Regions from separate parts of the Mus musculus genome. Here region 1 is linked to region 2. A link is a contact called in public HiChIP or PLAC-seq data. All regions are on one chromosome and are shown on one strand. The core of a region is the stretch at or near the end of the contact, and the rest is flanking DNA. Distances in the headings are between cores, read along the strand shown. Region 1 overlaps Coro2a (coronin, actin binding protein 2A). Region 2 holds the start of Gabbr2 (gamma-aminobutyric acid (GABA) B receptor, 2).

Region 1 (3,584 bases), core at 44-2,543, 420 kb before region 2:
CTGCAGGGTTGTGTGTATACCTGGAATGCGCCCAACACACGGCACGAGAGTAAGCCCTAGCCACTTACCGCAGGGTGTTGTCCTGTCTGATGTTACCGATGGGGGAAGAGACGTCTGTAAATTGCTAGGAGGTGGAGAGGACAGCACGGTGATGACATCCTATGATCACTCCATTCAGAGATAGGCGTGGCCACTGAGCACTGGACGGCATGGCTGGGGTGTGTGTTCAGTTGAATTTTTATGTAAAGTGGTGAGTTTTCACGTTAGTGTAGATGTTGTGTGTTTCGAGATCCAGAGTGGTCCTCAACCTTCCTGACGCCGCGGCCTCGTGTTGCGGTGACCCCCTAGCCATAAATTATTCTTGTTGCTACTTCCTGTCATTTTGCCGTTATGGATGGTGATGTACCTCTCTGTGTTTTCTGATAGTCTTAGGTGACCCCTGTGGAAAGTTCTTTTGACTCCCCAGATGGGTCACAACCCACAGGTTGAGAACCACTCTTCTAAAGGCTTCTGTTGGGCAGAGCCCTTAGAGTCTGGATGAAATCCTTGCAGTCTCCTGCCAGCCCCTCTCCCCACCTCCTACCGGGTTACTCTACTCTAATGTGTGGCGATGCTAGGGATTGGGCCTGGAGCCTTTATTTCTTTTTTTATTATTATTTTCTTTTCGAGGCAGAGTCTACATACCCCAGGCTGGCCTCCAACTATGGATATAGCTGAGGATGGCCTTGAACTGCCGATTCTCCAGCCTTTACCTCCTGAGCACTGGGAATACTGTTGTATAGCACAAAGCCTTAGTTGAAACTGTAGCATTTGGGCTCCAGGCCACTCATTTGACTTAGTTCAGGAAAGGCATGTGTGTCCCTCGCTGAGCATTTGGATCTGAGAAGATATCTCAGATATTCTGGAAAGTGGCCTCTTTGCATGAGCAGCTTGAGGGTCTGACCCTTGGCACCCCACAGAAGTATGGACACACAGACACACCTGTGTTCAAAGCTAAGGACCAAGCTCAGTGGTCAGGAAGAGTTCAAAGATGGTGGCTTTACTAGCTTCCACCCGTTCCCTAAGGGCTTCAGGGAGATGGGGGTGGGGGTGGGTTAGGGAAGCCCTCTGGCTTGTCTGTCAGCACAGCCTCGGGCAGATTCTGGGATCCCTCCATGGCATCAAGCATCTTAGTGCAGGCACAGGCACCCTTCGACCAGCAAATGCTCACAGAATCAAGCCCAGTTCTCAGGTCCCTCGGCTGCTTCCCCTCCCCCTCCATCCTTCTGGTCTGGCACAGATGCCTCCCACAGGCCCATAGAAAACACAGATTGAAGCTGGCGGCAGCCAAGAGAGAGCCTTTCTTCTTGATGAGATTAGGCTCATCAGGAGAGAGAGCTTCCCCCTCCCCCTCCCAACTGTCCAGAGCTGGGGTTAGCTGGCAGGGCAACTCCAGAGATGACCAAGGCCTCTCCACAAGCCAAGTTCTTGTTCACGCCCTGCAGCTCCAGTTGCTGTGTTCTTGGGGAGGGGTCTGTGTTTCTCACATATGAGTTCCCATAAACCCCACCATGAATCTCCCTTATTCCTCAAAGGCTTCTGCTGGACTTGGAAGGTGGGTCCCATGCACCCCCCCCCCCCACCTTTTTGTACTGTCTTCCCTGTACCCCTGAACACTATGCCTTTGGATACCCAATCTTGGCACATACTTCCTCCTGAATGGTCTGGAATAAAGCCATAAGGGCCAGGTCTTTGGCTGGCACTCTCTGGGCTCCGAAGATGCCCCTGCCTCTTGTCCTCCTTTTGCTCCAGGTTCCAGCACAATACTCCCCACTCCAGATCACCCCATTGTATGAAGTACTCATCTTCACACTTGGGGTGGGGTGGGGTAGCCAAAGCAGGGAGAGAGATACCAGGTTCAAGACTGTATTCTGGGGGCTGGTGAGATGGCTCAGTGGGTAAGAGCACTGGACTGCTCTTCCGAAGGTCCAGAGTTCAAATCCCAGCAACCACATGGTGGCTCACAACCATCCGTAACAAGATCTGACTCCCTCTTCTGGTGTGTCTGAAGACAGCTACAGTGTACTTACATAAAATAATAAATAAATCTTAAAAAAAAAAAAGACTGTATTCTGTTGGTTGACACACACTTAGCATCTCCCTGTTTTGTTACGTGCCCCCTACTCTCTTCTCCTCTCTCTCTCTCTCTCTTTCTCTCTCTCTCTCTCTCTCTCTGTCTCTGTCTCCCTCCCTACCTCCTCCCCTCTTTCCTCCCCTCCCTCCTCCCCTTCCTCCCTCATTCTCTTCTTTCTCTTTCTTTCTTTCTTTCTTTCTTTCTTTCTTTCTTTCTTTCTTTCTTTCTTCCTTCCTTCCTTCCTTCCTTCCTTCCTTCCTTCCTTTCTTTCTTTCTTTCTTTCTTTCTTTCTTTCTTTCTCTCCTAGACAGAGTTTCAATATGTAGTCCTGGTTGGCCTGAAAAGTATTATTTAGACAGGCCGGTCTTGAATTCATGGAGGTTTCCCTGCCTCTGCCTTCTCAGTGGGAAGTGCCATCATGCCCAGCTTAGCATGTGCTTCTTAACAGGTTGTTTTGAACAAATCCTGGTAGTAATCTCAGCTCCTTGCCAGAAGGATCAAAAAAGTTCAAGACCTTAGGTCGAAGAGATGGTTCAGGGGTTAAGAATGTGTGCTCTCTTCCACTGGATCTGAGTTCGATTCATAGTATCCACTTTGGTGGCTCATGATAGCCTGTAACTCTTAAGAGATCAGACCTCTGTGGACGTCTCTCTCCCCCCACCTCTCTCTCTCTCTCTCTCTCTCTCTCTCTCTCTCTCACACACACACACACACACACACACACACACACACACACACAGAGCTTAGGGCAACCAACAGTCCTATTAAACTTGGACGCCTATGAACCACTCAGTGACCACTACAGCATACCCTGTGCAGTAGTGGCACAAATATCTTGGCTGTAACCAACAGCTCTTTAATTGGATTTACCCGGTTAACAATGGGGAAATCGTGCCTAGTACTGGAGACTAAGCCAACTACTCAGTGCTAATGAAACTACTATTATTACACAGATACACGGTTACATAGTAACCATTGTTATTACATAGATAAAGTAACATTATATTGTTATTAGAAGCAAATCTACAACCACTCACTTACTAAATCAGCATAATCTCTCTAATGACGATCTTAAACATTTGTCTTTATACCCCTAGATAAGAATGCTCTCCACTCCGTGTCAAGGAAACTTCTCTTTGTAACAGACTGAGAGCACCACATAATACCACAGCCAATCAAAATGCAGAGTTGTGGAGCCCTGTCTCTATGGATACATCTACAAAACATTTCTGTACCTAAGGCTCAGAGGACATTGTGGAAGAGGGGGCAGAGAGATTTTAATCGGCAAAGGATCGGGGACTTTGCTCTACGATTACATCTCCTAGCAACATCAGAAGCTACACCCACAAACTCTCAGCAACCTGAGTGCTCAAACACGAGCTAAACAGAGATGGCACTAATGAGCGTTCTGAACTGAATGGCGGAAAAGCCCACGGCACCTCACCCCTACACAAAGAACTGTAGCAACGGA
Region 2 (3,369 bases), core at 730-3,229:
CAGAGGAGCCTCTCTGCCTGCAGCAACCTGAGCTCACCGTTACCAACTGCCACCAATTCCTTCACCTTTTATTTACAGAGCAGAACAGCAGGCTGCTTCACTGGTGAAGCGGGGGAGGCGGGGAATGAGATACAATCTACATTATGCTCTTTTCCGGGAGGGGGTATAAAAAAGGGGTCAGGCAGGGGAAGAAGCCAAGCCCAGGTTACACCACCAGGGGGATGCTCCTTTCTTGAGGAGTCTGCCCGGGAGCTCCAGCAAAGGTGCGCTGGGGGAGCCCGGGAAGCAAGGGTCCAGAGCTCGCCCTGGCTTTGCTGGGAGAGATGCAAGAGGCGCCAACAGAGCTCTCAGTAAAGGAAATCACTGCCCCCTTCAGGCCGAATCTTATCTCTCGAGGCTGCGGACCGGAGAGTAGGGGCTCCCTGGGTCCGGAAAAACTCGCAAACCCGTCCTTATTCCTGATCGCTCTTCCAGGCCCTCTCTTCGTCCTAGCCTCAGAGTGGGCAGTCAGGGTCTGAGCTGAGGCTCCTTGGAAACCTAGACATGAGGGCGTGAGATCGGGGTTTGGGATGGAAAGGTCTTGGTTCTCCAGCTCTGCTCAGAAAAGAAGGCCAGAGGGGAACCCTCTGCCACACTCCAAGTCTAGGCTCCCACGACACGAACGCCTCAAGTGTGCACCTGCTCAGCGGTGTTAGCAGCTGCTGAACAAAAGTGGAAGCGCGATCGGACACCACCACACGTCCCGGGCTAGACCTGTCAAGCCACTCTATGAGCAACTAACCCAAGGCGGGGAGAGGGGGAAGGGGAGTCTCCCAAAACTGCTCCAGCTACTGCCAGCGCTGGACAGATCCAGGCAGCAGCGCTGCAGAACCCTCCGGGCTCCGAGGCTGACCGTGGCGCGCGCGAGCCCTGAGCTGCAGAAGTGCACCACAGGATCGGTCCTGCCCGAAGCTTGGCCCCCGAGGGTCCTGGAGCCCTCTAGCCCTAAAAGGGCGGCTTGGAATTTTTAGGGTCTGGGAATAGGCCCCATAGCCTGTCCAGCTGTGGCTGGCCCAGTTTGTAATCAGTGTGCGTGTTCCTCTTACTTGGCACCTGACAACCCTAGGAGCAGCACCGGACAGGGGCAACCGGCGCAGGCCTCTGGGAGTCCAACCTCTCACATCTCTAACTCCTCCTCTGGTCAAAGGAGACCCCCATTCCACACCCACACAGAGGTGGAAGGTGCTCACAGATCAGGGTCCCACCTGCTCCAGCCAAGCCCAGTGAGACCCTGATGGACCCAGTACGCGGTCAGCCAGCGAGGAGGAGACAATCACGGCTCTGTCCCTCCTCGACGCCCCCAGCCTCGACGGCATGGGTCACTGGACACTTACCTCGGTGTCGTAGAGTCGCAGGTCCAGGAAGTAGGGGCGCAGGAGTGACTCGTTGCGGATCTGCTCGATGGCTAGCTCCACGGCGGGGAGCACGCCGCGCCCGATGCTGCCCTTGGCCACCTCCTTGGTGAGCGGCATGAGGCCCATGATGGAGAGCGGCGGGCTGCTGGGCGGCGGCCGGGGGGCGCCCCGCGCCCAGCCCCAGGCCCCGGGAGCCAACGACAGCAGCAACGACAGCAGCAGGGGCAGCAGCAGGCGCGCGGGCGGCGGCGGTGGCGGCGGCGGCCGGGGCTGCCCGGAGCTCGGCGGGGAAGCCATGCCGCGCCGCGGGCTGCGGGCGCCAGCTCACTCGGCCCGCATGGCCTGGCCCGGCCCGCCGCCCGGCGCCGAGCTCTGCCCGCGGCTCCCGCGCAATGGCGCCGGCACGGGCCCCGGCTCGGCTCCGGCTTCTGCTCGCTCAGAACGGCCGCGGCGGCGGCGGCGGCGCCCGTGACGGATCAATCACGCCGGGAAGGGGTGGGAGCCAGCGGAGTGCGGGAGGCGGGGAGCCAACGAGCGAGCGAGCGAGCGAGCGCCGAGGGGGCCGAGTCTCCGCGCGCCTCTCTCCAGCGCGGCCGCCCCGCACCCGGCCGCCTCCTCCCGCCTCCGTGCGCGATCGCAGCTCTTTCCTGCTCGGAGCCGCGGGACGTCGGACCCTGGAGCCCGGCCAGGGGAGGGAGGGCGGCAGGAGGCTCGGGAGGCGAAGGCAAGGCTGCTGAGCGGCGGCTCGGGCCGCCTCCGGGGACAGGGACGGGCCGTGCGCGCCGGGGGAGGGGGAGGCGCCGGCGCTGCGGCTGCCGCGGGGAGGGCCGTGCTCCCGGCACACGCACACTCGCGCCCCGGGCGCTGCGCCGCGCCGGCTGCTGCGGCCGGCTGACCCCGCCGCCGGGGACTGAGCTCCAGAGCCCCACGTTCGGGGGAATCGAAGCTGCTATGCGCGGGGGACGCGGGCGCCTCGCCTTGCGCTTCCTGTAGCACCTGCAAGGTGGTTGGGTACTGCTTCTCCCAGGTCTGGGCGGGCGAGTCGAGGAAACGAACGTTCTACAAAGGTGTCCTAGGGGCACCAGCAGCCTGCGCTCTCCTGTGCCAGCTACCAGGGAACCTGGGACCCTTGATCCAGTCTGGAGTCCTTTGCCAAGCCCAGGTCAGGGCTGGGATAGGAGACCTATGAGTACTACCGCCTCCTCCAGGCGTTTGACCTCCCGGTGTCCCCAGTCCCAGAGGGCCCCGCCTTAAAATTCTCCCCTGGGTGGGAACCCTGTCTTCAGTCCCAAGAAGCACAGCCTGGACTTGGCTCATTCTGTCTCCCAGGTGGTATAAACACACTGGATAACCCCAGGCAAAGTAGTCCTGGACAAGATGAACCTGAGTAACCCCTCTGTGCCTCCCTGTGAATCATGGCACTTGTGAGCACTAACCTACAACATCCCAAAGCCTGACTAGTACAAGGATACATTACATTACATTATAAAACAGCCCATCCAAGCATTGTGGACCAAAAGCACGACCTTGTAACAAGGGTGGGAATTTAACCTTCACTAACTGCTTGCTACCTGACATATCTGATGTATCCTCAAAACAGCCGTATACGCTTAGTACAGTGGGTCTATCATTCCCGTTTTACAGAAGAATACACTGATCGATAATATACAGCTAATACAGGGGAAGCAGAATGCACAGCCACAAAGGACTCTTATGCACCCCTGATATTGGAAAGCCCTTCCAAAAGGAGGACATGGAGGCCACGGTGCTCTCAGTAGCTCTAGATCCCGTTCCTCCACACAGTTTGTAATGGGTCATCTAAATGGAGTCTGCATATTTGGAGCTGGGCAGGAAACCCGGAGGAAACCTGGAAGATAGAGCCCAGGCTGAATTGAGGACGGCAGTACCTTGGACAGCTCCAGAGACCCTGAGGCCAAATCAGCCAGGGCGCCTGCCCGCATAGCCACTTTCTAGG

Evidence for each region. HiChIP or PLAC-seq counts read pairs in DNA pulled down with a chosen protein or histone mark.
Region 1: a contact with region 2 is called in an H3K4me3 HiChIP or PLAC-seq map of embryonic forebrain, with 4 times the contacts expected there. The contact joins the enhancer-like site here to the promoter of Gabbr2 in region 2. A contact is called at or near these places in 3 of 39 promoter capture datasets (the 3T3-L1 cell line, liver and stem cell-derived epiblast-like cells), 2 of 115 datasets of contacts at active chromatin or transcription factors (embryonic forebrain and embryonic midbrain) and 1 of 9 other capture datasets (adipose tissue).

What each region holds. Positions count from the first base shown.
Region 1 is chr4:46,568,543-46,572,126 of GRCm38.p6, forward strand. The region is part of intron 1 of Coro2a (coronin, actin binding protein 2A); the gene reads right to left. Among named protein-coding and RNA genes, the nearest start is that of Coro2a, 32 kb to the right of the region's middle. Within about 2 kb of position 1,294, at least 18 of the 459 cell types and tissues checked have an H3K27ac peak or open chromatin away from gene starts, as enhancers often do.
Region 2 is chr4:46,989,735-46,993,103 of GRCm38.p6, forward strand. It overlaps Gabbr2 (gamma-aminobutyric acid (GABA) B receptor, 2), which reads right to left and starts at 1,980. Exons shown (of 19, transcript NM_001081141.2): 1 at 1,374-1,980. The coding sequence starts at 1,691.